Regions from separate parts of the Mus musculus genome. Here region 1 is linked to region 2. A link is a contact called in public ChIA-PET data. All regions are on one chromosome and are shown on one strand. The core of a region is the stretch at or near the end of the contact, and the rest is flanking DNA. Distances in the headings are between cores, read along the strand shown.

What was found. ChIA-PET counts read pairs in DNA pulled down with a chosen protein or histone mark.
Region 1: an RNA polymerase II ChIA-PET map of memory CD8 T cells shows a contact between it and region 2, with 6 read pairs. The contact joins the promoter of Wdr4 here to the enhancer-like site in region 2. A contact is called at or near these places in 5 of 39 promoter capture datasets (the 3T3-L1 cell line, the C10 cell line, hippocampal neurons and 2 more), 6 of 115 datasets of contacts at active chromatin or transcription factors (embryonic stem cells, memory CD8 T cells, microglia and 1 more) and 3 of 9 other capture datasets (adipose tissue, liver and pancreatic islet).

Annotation. Positions count from the first base shown.
Region 1 is chr17:31,509,188-31,515,242 of GRCm38.p6, forward strand. It overlaps Wdr4 (WD repeat domain 4), which reads right to left and starts at 3,300. Exons shown (of 11, transcript NM_021322.2): 1 at 2,980-3,300; 2 at 1,391-1,459; 3 at 582-725. The coding sequence starts at 3,197.
Region 2 is chr17:31,690,847-31,697,016 of GRCm38.p6, forward strand. No RefSeq gene overlaps it. Among named protein-coding and RNA genes, the nearest start is that of Gm30187, 14 kb to the right of the region's middle. Within about 2 kb of position 2,310, at least 93 of the 459 cell types and tissues checked have an H3K27ac peak or open chromatin away from gene starts, as enhancers often do. A contact at or near this core is called in memory CD8 T cells, pancreatic islet and pro-B cells, where this site is marked.

The sequences.
Region 1 (6,055 bases), core at 2,050-4,549, 180 kb before region 2:
TCTCCCTCCATGCACATTGCCTTCAGAAACTGTATAAGTGATGCAGAATGCTTATGGAACTCCTGGAGGAGAGGACCAGAATAGCCAGCTGTGCTCCTGCCCAGTTGCTGTTACGCAACACCTAGCCTGTCCTTTATCTTCTCCTCAGACACACAAGGATGAACCTCATCACCTAGCTTACACACGTACAACACCCACTTCCACTTACCCAGTCTTGGACATGACACTTGGAGCATGAGCTAACTAACAGTCCCACTCCTGCTGGGCATGAGGCTGCAGCCCCGTGGAAAACAGGAAGGCACAGTGGCACAGTGTCACTGAGTGCTGGCACTGCAGCCTCTGCACAGGCTGTCCTAGCTAAACAGCCCAAAACTGGCTGCTTAACCCTCACACCACCCAACGGGTGCGAGAACGGGCCCATGCCACCCCCCACCCCCACCCCCACATGCTGTTAGTTTTCAGTCAGTCTCACACGTAGCTGATACTTCATGTTAGCTGCTTATTACAACGGTTACTGTCACTATGGCTACTGACATGCAAGTACAAGGACATCTTAATGACTCAATGTTAGCATTTCATACCTGACACTCAGACATTGCCATGGTTTTGTACGGAAAAGAATCAGACGCTTACTGTCATCTGTTAAAGCAAAATAGCGGCCAGACTTGGAGAAGGTGGACGCCAGAATCGAGTCACTCCCTGTGTCTGCGGGCTGTCCGTCCTCCCTGAAAGGGCAGGGAGAGAAAAGGAAACAATTAGGCCTCGCCTGAGTTGCCGGGCTTGTCCATCCTAACACAGGTGAAGTGGAAGATGTTGGTCAGTCAGTTCATGCAGCCAGAGTGTGATGGCAGACTCAGGGGACCCAGGGATGTTCAGAGAACAGCTCTAATTTCCCAAGCATGAAACCTAACTCAACAGGCTAACATCCAGCAGAGGCTGGAAGGACTCGCAGACATCACATGGTCTAGCCCTCACAGACATGGACTAACCCAAGGCTAGAGGCAGGGACCGATAAAATTAGTAACAAACGGAGTCCCAAGACCAAGCCACCACACAAAACAGTCACAGGCTGCTCTGTACCTTTCAATTAGTTAATTCCCCACACCTGCCCTCAATACACTTCATTTGAAATGGTCACTGTTACTTTAAAGGGCCAGCAACAAAAATGAATACTAAAGAAATTAAAATTAAAACAAGACAAAAAAAATCTAAAAGTATTTGAGAAGGTCCTACATATTCTGAATGCCTCCATTTAAAGTTCCTTCCATGTTCCTCTCTGAAATGGAACCAAGCCTAGCCTCACAGCTAGGTAACCAGACCTAGAACTTCAGCGAGTGTGCTATTCCCCGGGCTCACTGCTCAAACCACAAGTGCTTCCCTGCCATCTCACCCTTTATCTTCTGGCGTGGCCTTCTTCTCTGCAGTACTGCAGTCGTATGTGAAGACACAGTCATCATCACTAAAGGGAAGAGACAGGAGTGAACATCTTTCTCTTGGAACAAAAACATTCCATCGTCATTACATTATGGGTCTTAGCCATGACAGAGAAGAGCCAAGAACTGCCATTGCTTAACCTCCTAGTAGTATACATCAATCAGTGTGCCATGGTACTCTTAATCAATATAGTATTCTTCCAGCCGCCAACCTGTTGATTCTAAGGAAATTATATTCTGATACTGTTTTTTTTTTGTTATGGTGGTAGTTTCTCTGTATAGCACAGGCTGTCCTGGAACTTGCTCTGTAGACCAGACTAGCCTTGAACTTGGATATCCACCTGCCTCTGCCTGAGTGCCAGGATCAAAGGTGTCCAGTACCGCTGCCCCTACCACCTCCACCTCCATCCCCCATTACCCCACCAGTTCTGATTTTTTAATTAATTTATTATATATGTGTGCATGTGCGTGTGTGTGTTCTGCCTGCATGTATGCTTGCATACCAGAAGAGGGCACCAGATCTCATTATCCATGGTTATAAATCGCCATGTAGCTGCTGGGAATTGAACTCGGGACCTCTGGAAGAACAGCCAGTTCTTCAAGCCCTCTGGTATTATTTTTCAACTCGGCTTTCCTCCCAAATTTATAACTGCTGAGGCTGTCTTTACAGAATTCAGAAACAAGTCTCACCTGCCCCCGTGAGCTCCAGGCTCTTACTCATGTGGGAATCAAACACTTTCCAAATCAGAACTTAAGCTCCCTTCTTTTGCTCTGACCCTGTACCCTGACAACCTATAAAGTGGCAGGCACCAAAGACTTCTCCAGTTAAACACTCAACTGCAGAAAGAAGAGTCATTTTCCAAGTCTGAAACTTTGTTGGCCAATGGCATTCCCCAAAAGGCACAAATTGAGGAACGTTCCTAATCTTCACATGTACCAAAACTAAACGGGAAGGGGAAAAAAAGAAGCCGATACGGACTGCCACTGATCCTCTAGGCTCGTGGTAATCAACTACTTGCTCAAAGAATCCTTTGACCGAGCACAACGTATACATAAAGACAGAAATAACATAAAGCAAAACTTTATGTCGTGTGAAGGGTCTTTAGGGAGATGCTCACTTCAGGTTCTGCGTGCGTCCTGCCTTTGGGAGGAGTCGGGTTAAGAACCCAAAATCCCTTAAGAGCAACTAGAGCCCGGTTGCAAGACGCAGACCAAAGATAGAGCATGTTTTGTGCTCAGTGAGAAAACCTTTAGGGTTCCCTAATATATGACCCTCATCAGGGAGGTGCCAAGCGGGCCAAAATTGAACACCAGGACCCCCTAGAAGCCTGGGCAATGCGACACCCACGTGACTTAGCCCTCCCAGCGCAGCGCAGGCGCCTCAGAGTCCGGAAGTACCCCTACTCTGAACAGAGAGAGCGCCCGGGACCCGCCGGGCAGGTTACGGGGCGTTGCGCCGTGGTGAAGAGGCGCCGAGGACAGGGAATCCGGGAGGACACAGAACACTGCCGCGCCGGCCCCGCTGCCCTCAGCCCGGGCCTCTTACCTGCCCGTAGTGGAGAAGGCTAGGAACCGGCTGCCTCCTCGCACCACCAGCGTCTGGGCGCACAGTGCCAGCCCCGCAGAGCTCGCCATGGGCCCGCCCGCCGCCTCCGGACACGTGCGACGCGCTGCGCCCTTCCTGTTGGCGCTTGTCAGTGATGTCACTCGGCGCCGCGCGAACGGCGTGCCGTCCAGGAGCATGCGCGCAGGGCGTAGTCTCATTTGATTTCGGTGCCCGGAGGTGCTGATGCTGTAGATCCCTCCACCTGCCTTTGGTGATTGACTTTTCTGCCTGTCAGGTTAGGTGGCTTCTCTTGGACGGGGTCTGGTACTCATTGTGTGCCGGTTTAAAAAAAATAACAACAAAAAACTGCTGTGTGGCATCAGAATTGGATGGCCAGGCCCAATATGTAGCCATGAATGCGTACGAGTCACTGGAAATGTGCTCATTTAAGACAAACACCTCTTGGACCCCCAGCTGTCAAACGAGTCTAACGGTGTGCCTGCCCAGATCACCAAAAGACTCGTTCCATCCATCCCAGTGACTCACGACGTCCAGAATATTGTGGTCTCTTATAGGTTGGATGTGAACCTCCAAGGCAGCTCCTAAAAAGATGGTTTATTTGCCCCACCCACCCAACACACCCTAGTGAAAGTAAACTCTTTGATCTGATCAGTGTCCTGTTTCAAAGTCACACTTACTATGCTGTGTACAACTGCTATCTTAAGGTTGTGCAGTTCTCTGAGTGAGTCTAACTTATAAAGCAGCAATTGGCTCCATTTTTACCTGAAACTGAGTCAGAACGACTCTTCATTTTACTTGTACAAGCTGGGAGGTGGTAGCACTCGTCTTTAATCCCAGCACTTGGGAGGCAGAAGCAGGCAGATCTCTTGAGTTTGTGGCCAGCCTGGTCTAACAAGTTCCAGGATAGCCAGGGCTAGACAAAGAAACCCTGTCTATAAACAAACAAACAAACAGTAAAAAAAATCTCTCGTGCAAATGAAATCACCACCTACAGATGCAATTAAGTTAAATCATGGGTGAAACAAAATCGTATCAGAGAAGTCAGGTCTTGAGCTTATCCAACGCCATAGCAATGAGAAATGGAACCCCTTCGCAGGACTATAAAGCAATAACCTAATACTAAGGCACCACTGAGCTCCTCTGTCACCATGCCCTCTTATACAGTGCTGACACTGAGGACAGGCAGGCCCATGCCCAGGTATGCAATAGCTCACGCGAGACAAACGCTAATGTGATGATGGCATCAGGCTGTCACACGGCTGAAGCCCACTGGGCAGACTTCTTAGTACTCATAAGCAGGTTACACCTTAACTGGGCCTGAGATCTGCCCTCTTAGGTGCCTCTCCTTTTCCAGAACCCTCTAGATTACTTTGAAGAATGCGCCCTTTGAATGGATTTTCACCCCTTACTTCCTGTCCTTAGGAAATCCAGAACCCAGAAGCCTTTCTTCGTGTTAAACTACCCACAACTACCCCGGTTTGCCTTGCATCAGTTGGTGGTGCTTTAACTACCCCCTCCCCACAAAAAATAAAATAAAATAAAAGATGGGCTCTCATTTAAATATAACTGAGAAGTCCCTGGCAGCTGATAGCTCCTGGGAGAGGGAAAGTCAGCTTTCTTCAAGGATACAACTTCTGAGAAGCCACGTGACCCATGATCTTGCATATGCTGGCAGCCCTAAATGGATTCAGTGAGTTACACACACACACACACACACACACACACGCATACATAAACGTGCACATACATAAGTGCACCATCGGGAAGGAGTAGTGGTGGCAAGGACAGGGAAGTAATGAAGGGTGAACTTTATCAAAAATAAATATGTATGTGTGGCATTCTCAATAAAAAATATTAAAAATAAAAGAGCAAGGCTGGGTGGCTCCAAGTTTAAGGCCAGCCTGGTTTACATATCAAATTCCAGGCTAATCAAGGCTACATAGTGAGACCCTGTCTCAAGAAGAAAGGAGGAGGAAGAGGAAGAGGAGGGAGGGAGGAAGAAGGAAGAAAGAAGAAGGAAGAAGAGGAGGAAGAGAAGAAAGAAGAAGAAAGAAAGAGAGAAAGGCTCCAGAGAGATGGCTCAGCAGTCCAGAGTGTGTGCTGCTCTTCCAGAACGCCTGAACCCACATCAGGAAGCTCACAGTTTCCCAGATTCCTCTAATTCCTCTTACGGAGCATCTGATGCCCTCTTCTGGCCTCCATGACCATGAATTCACATGCACAAATTCACACACACACACACACACACACACACACACACACAATTTAAAAAATAAAAATAAACAAATTTTTAAAATATATAAAAACAAGCCCGGCTGTGGTGACACACACCTTTAATCCCAGCATCTGGAGGAAGAGGCAGGCAGATCTCAGTTCCAGGACAGCCATTGCTTCTTGTCTGAAAAACCTTATCTCTGAAGAAAAAAACAAACAAGCCAATCCTAAACCATAACACTAAGAGTCCTTGTAGCTGTGGCTTCCTCCCTGGATCCTGTATGTGCTGCTGCCAAATCATCAAACTCCTGAGACAAAGCCCTCCAAAGTAATCCCTCTGGCATTAGGTTCAGTTTTAGAATTGACACTTTGCCTGTGTCCCCACCCCCTTTCTCTCTTTTTCCTCCTACCCCTCCTCTCTCCCTCCTCCCTCACCACTAACTCAGGTTCCTTTCCCCCAGTTTTACATAATTGTTACAATTCAATTGTCCAATTCCCCCGGGCCTCTGCTGGGATACTGATTAGGAAATAATTGAATTTATTAGACTGTTTTGAATAAAATTAGCATGTTTACACTGTGCAGAAAGCCACCTTGGCCCTACCTCTAATAGCTTTACCCTTAGCTCTGTGTTATCTTACATTATTCTTTAAAACAACCTATTTAAATATATACTTACTACAATATATGGGGTTTTGCTAATATCATGAGATCTTTTAAAATTATGTTTTGTAATTGTGCCTGCCATCTATAGAGATACAGTTTCTGTTTTTTGTAAATTGCTCTTGCACCCAGCACTTCTTGCAAATTCTATCATGAATTCTCATCTTATTTCTCATTGCC
Region 2 (6,170 bases), core at 1,060-3,559:
AGCCTGTGTTGTCCTTATAGGGTTAAGGCACAAGTTGGTGGCCCAGGCCTTTGGTCTCAGTTTTCACATCTGTGGCATGGGACTGCCCTGACTTGGGGAGCCTGCTTGTGATCTCTGAGACAGCGATAGGCCCGCTCTGGAAGCCCACAGTTGACCTCTGATATGTTACCACACTGGGGACTTTCTGCCCTGCCATGCAGGTTCTGTGCCTTCACCAGTGGAACACAGGGCTGAACACAGCCACCCTGCCATCTGCAAGATCCCCCATCCGAGGCTCCCAGTAGCCCATAATAAAAAGGCGTAGTCCCAGCTCTCTAAGACTGAGTAGGAACAGCTCTTCCATGCTCAGCACCTCCATGGCTCCACCAGACCATGCGTGGATCTCCAGGGCTAATGAAACTGGGTTCCCTGTCTTCTCTGTCCCCAGCTGGCCACGTGCTCTTCCAGCCCCCCTATTCAGGCCTCTGTAAAGGCGGGGATCCCTTTCCTCTTCTCTCCCTTTGCTGGAAGACCCACCCCCCCATGTGGAGTGGTTCTCCTTCCAGTAAGGTTGCCTACAACGCTCTGAGGTTCTTAGGGTTTTATGCAGAGGCATTTTTGCCTGCCCTCCTTTTCCTAGGAGAGCATCACGCTTTCCAGGCAGAGCTAGAATTAAGGACTAGATCTGCCTAATTTTCTGCCACCCTCCAACAGCCTGACACCGAATAGTGATTCCACAAACACTGTAGGATAAACAAACAAATAAGGAGTGAGCGGGCTAGTACATGAGGTCTCATCCAGTGACTTCACAGAAGAGCATCGTGCCTAGCCTCATGTTCCTTCCTGTCATAATTTTGTCCCCCACAACCTCCACCCCTGGCTTGGCAGCTTTTGGCTCTAGATGATCATTAGGCTCACTGAGGCTGCAGATGGGGGTCTCCCCGCCTCCATTTGACTGTAGCCTGGAGGCTGGTAGGTTTGCTCCTTATTCTTAGAGGGCCCGATTTAGGACATGTCCTCCCCAAAACCTTCATGGGGGAGAACTAGATCTCCAACCTCCTGTGTGGCTCAGGAATCAGGTGTGTGATAATTTGGCAAAATTGGGGCCAGTGACAGGAGTTTGCTGGCTGGTTTTTACAAAGGGTACCCAAGGTGATCTCACTCACGGCAGGTCTTCTCAGTGACCTGCCACAGTGGCCCTTGAAGCCAGCTGGTATTAGTGACACTAGCCTCCGAAGTCAGGAAGGCTCCCCAAACTGCAAGAGGATGCACGGTGTCGATGGGCGGCTCTGATGCCTGCTGAGAATGGAACTCTGACTGGGAATGGGCACTTTTGCTCCATTTTGCAGATGAGGACATTGAGGGCCACAGGAAGGGCTTAGAATGATGGTGCCCAGGGCCGGAACCGACTACCCTGGGTGGTTACTGTCCAGGAGAAGCTGCTCTTTTTCCTGAAGTCATCATGTCTCCAGGATCCCCCCCTCCCCATCAGCAAGCATGGACCTGGGGTCATGTCCTTAAAGGTGGTGACCTTGAGCAGATCACAAGGTCACTGGCAGTAGGAAGACCTTAGGTGTGGGAGGAAGCTTGGCAGAAGCACAGTGCGCATTTCACTTCAGAGACAGCATTGACTTTGCATCTAAGAGCAATAGAGGGGCTGGAGAGATGGCTCAGCGGGTAAGAGCACTGACTGCTCTTCCAAAGGTTCTGAGTTCAAATCCTAGCAACCTCATGGTGACTCACAACCATCTCTAATGGAATCTGATGCCCTTTCCTGGTATGCATGAAGACAGAATGCTCATACAACATGATATACATAAATATAAATCTTTAAAAATATCCAAGTGACAGAAACAAGAGGGAGACCAGATCTCAGCACTTCAACACAAATGCTCTTTTCTTTGTATTAATATTCTTGCAGATGCCCTTCCAGGACACAGGGCACTTTGCCCTATTTCTGGAGCAGGTGACAGGGCTTCCAGTCTGCCTATGAGGTAGGCTAGAAGCCTTAGGAAGAGCCTCAGTAGCCAGGCGGTGGATGCTTTTATTATAGCCTGGCCTGGCTGAGCAGGGGTTAATCAGCTGGGCAGAGAGGGCACCCACTGGGCAGAGTGTCTAGCTGGAGCTTAGATTCACAACAGCTAGCTCAGCCAGGATGCTATGCTGGAGTGCGTGGAATCCCAGGGGTTAGGGTTAGGGTTAGGGTTAGGGTTAGGGTTAGGGTTAGGGTTAGGCTGTGGGCTCTGGATGAACAGCCAGCAACCTTCTAAAAGAGCACACAACAGGAAGCTGTTATCCCATGACGCTGTTGGCTCCTACCAATAGAACTACCTGTTGATACCAGGGCTTGAAGATGAGTATCTTACTCTCAGACAGTCCAGGACACGAGGCTTAGGTAGCAACCAGGATAACCCGCTCAGGAATAGGGTGTGGAGGGAACAAACCCGCTCAGGAATAGGGTGTGGAGGGAACAAACTTCATTTTTCTACCCATCCTTCCAACAGAAGAGATTGGGAAATCTGTAGTCCTGAGGGCTGGAAACTAGCTGGATAACACGGAGGCTGCGGCTGGATTTCACATGGCCGACAGGGGGCGCCTTCTACCCAGTTCCGGACCTACAGTGGCGGCTGGTTCCCCTCCTCCCTCAAGGCTTATCATCCAAGGTGCCTCAGCTGTGCTGGGGTTGACGCACAAAGGTGGGACACTGGCCTGCTGGGAGGGAAGAGTGGGGGTGGGGTACATGCAGGGGCGGGAGGATGACGGAGTAGGATGGGGTGAGGTAAGCGGTGAATCGTCCTGCTTGGTCACCCCTCTTAGGTAAGGTCACGACCCTACCCTGGAAAGGGGCCCTCTCCACCACCACTAAAAGCTCTTTGATGCCCACGCTGTGACTCAAACGCGTGCCTTGAATGTCACCGCGACACCAAGAAGATAAGAATAACTCCGGTTTGAGGAGCAGTGACCTCATTCAGTCCCACCTCCCTCTTGCTGGCACAAGGCCAAGTTGCCCACTGCTCTGGGCTTCAGTTTCTCCATCTTATTACTTGGGGATTCCAATTCTCAGTTTCAGGGCTGTAAAGGGGGGCGGGGCAGATGGAACTCAGCCGGCTAATAACAACCAAGAGAGCAAGGATGGGGGAGGGGGAAGAGGGACAAAAAGGCAGTGGGAAGTTCTAGGTACCCACTAGTAAGAGGCTGATGTAACTTCTATGTCTTTCCTTTGCTGACTTGAACTTGTTCTTGGATCCCACGTCCCTGGAAGGGTAGATGCCCTCAATCCAAGGCCCATGACAGCGCTGTGGGTGGGACCCCATCCCCACAGGTGCCCTACTGTGCCCCATCTCCACTTCAGGACTGAGTTGATTCAGTCGACACAGGCAGGTACATGTACATACCCACTGCACACACCTACTACACATGCTGCAGGCTGTGGATAAAAGTCGGGGGTGGGGAGAAGATGGCGTGGGGGTGTGCTCTTCACAGAGAAACGGGAGTCATCTATATGGTGACCTGAGCCCGACTTGCCAGGTACTGCACTGCTGCTCAGGGTTGTCACAGATCTTAAAGCAGGTTGACCTCCTTTGTGTCTACCTGTGACTGGGATCCTGAGCATCTACAGTGTGTGTGTGTGTGTGTGTGTGTGTGTGTGTGTGTGTGTGTGTGTGTGTGCCTGTGCTGGGTTGCGTGCACTCTCTGAGGGTAGAGGTGCATCTGTTTTGCCACAGTGGCACTGGCCTTCACAGCTCTGGACAGAGATGCTAGAGCCTGGATTTCATGGCTCCTGGGTCTGCTGGGAGGGAAGAGAGGAGGAGGGAAGGTGGGCGTAGAGCTCTCCCCTCAGTCTGTACTATCTGCATGAAAGTGTAGCCGCATTTCATATTAGCCACAACCCTGGAAGGCAAGTGCTACTGTACTTGGTTCAGCAGAGGGATGCTTTGAGAAGCTTGCTATATAGGAATTACCAGAATTTTGGGGTGCCCCTGTATGCCTGTAAGGCTGTGGCCACATTTTTCTGGGACCCTCCTGTACTTTTGTTTGTTTGGTTTTTTCTTTTCCTTTCTTACTTACTTTCTTTCTTTCTTTTTTTTTTTGACAAAAATCTCTCTACTACATAGTTCTGCCTGCCCTTGAACTCTTGAACTCAGAGAGAGCCCCCTGCCTCTGTGTCCCAAATGCTGGGACTAGAGGCATCTGTTTCTGTACTGTTTCTACCCCTACCCTGTAGGGATCCCCAACCCCATGACCACCCAGGAGGTGTCACTGAGCTCCCCTGAGCTTGTGTTCTGTTTGCCCTTTGAGTTTTCGATGGCCCAAAGCCAAGGAGTGGCCCCACCAACCTCACCATGGCCAGTGTGGTGGTTGCTCAGGAAGGGGGCTGTGGCTCCCTGCCTATCCTCAGGCAAGCTCATCTCTGCCTCCTTAGCACCTGCTGGGTACAGAGTACCCATGTGCCTCAGAGGGATACAGAGTGTGTTCTTTTTTTTTAAAAAAATTTATTTATTTTTATTATATGTAAGTACACTGTAGTTGTCTTCAGACACTCCAGAAGAGGGAGTCAGATCTCATTACGGATGGTTGTGAGCCACCATGTGGTTGCTGGGATTTGAACTTCGGACCTTCGGAAGAACAGTCGGGTGCTCTTACCCACTGAGCCATCTCACCAGCCCACAGAGTGTGTTCTTAAAGCAGGCAGGCTCCTGGCAGCTTCGCTCTGGATTCCCCTTCCATTTCCTGCCTTTTGTCTTCTCCCATCAAAACATCTCCAGGACTGGTTCAAAGGTCGGTTCCTGGGAGTGAGCTTTGGGACTTTGGAAGCTAGGGGAGCCTGACAGGGTCAGAGATCTCTGTCTCTGCCTCCTCCTACAAGGTAGAGACTAATGATTCCTAGCTAATAAGATTGCTGTCGTGAGCAGCAAAGATACAAAATAGTCAGCACACGTAGGCTGGGGCATCATCATCATCCACTCTATTGTTACTATCTCTGTCACCATTGCCAATTCCATCACCATCAGATCAGCATCATGGCCAACAGCTTGCCATCATCACCATCATTACCATCTGCACTATCACCACCACCACCATCATCACCACCATCCTCACCATCGTCATCACAAACACCATGACTGTTACCATCACCATCAGTGTCCCACATCACCATCAACAACGTCTCCTCACCTGTCATTACTATCATTGCCATCCCTACTGTCTTAGTCAGGGTTTCTATTCCTGCACAAACATCATGACCAAGAAGCACTTGGGGAGGAAAGGGTTTATTCAGCTTACACTTCCACATTGCTGTTCATCACCAAAGGAAGTCAGGACTGGAACTCAAGCAGGTCAGGAAGCAGGAGCTGATGCAGAGCCCATGGAGGGATGTTCTTTACTGGCTTGCTTCCCCTGGCTTGCTCAGCCTGCTCTCTTATAGAACCAAGACTACCAGCCCAGAGATGTTACCACCCACAAGGGGACCTCCCCCCTTGATCACTAATTGAGAAAATGCCTTACAGCTGGATCTTGTAGAGGCATCTCCCCAACTGAAGCTCCTTTCTCTGTGATAACTCCAGCTGTGTCAAGTTGACACAAAACTAGCCAGTACAATTGACCCCTTGTCATCTTGACACACAAACACATCACTAGTAAGCCTCAACCCTTAGTTTCTTATTCATCCCCATGATCTAAATAACTTTAAAAGTCCCACAGAATTTGCAAATTCTTAAAATTTCAATCTTTCTTAAAATCCAAAGTCTTTACAATTTAAAGTCTCTTAACTGTGAATTCCACTAAAATACTTCCTTCAAGAAGGAAAAGCATCAGGGCACAGTCACAATGAAAAGCAACATCAAACTCCAACTGTCCAATGTCTGGGATCCAACTCATGATCTTCTGGGCTCCTCCAAAGGCTTCGGTCACTTCTCCAGCCTTGCCCTTTGTAGCACACACGTTGTCTTCTAGGCTCCAGCTGCCTGTACTCCATTGCTGCTGCTGTTCTTGGTGGTCATCTCATGGTGCTGGCATCTCCAAAACACTGCTGTCTTCCACTGTAACTAGGCTTCACCAACAGCCTCTAATAGGCTCTTTTCATGGTGCCAAGCCTCAACTCCTTTACATGACCCCTTCTGTCCTGGGCCATCAATTGCAAATGAGGCTGCACCTTCACCAATGGCCTTCCATGGCCTATCACAGTGCCGAGC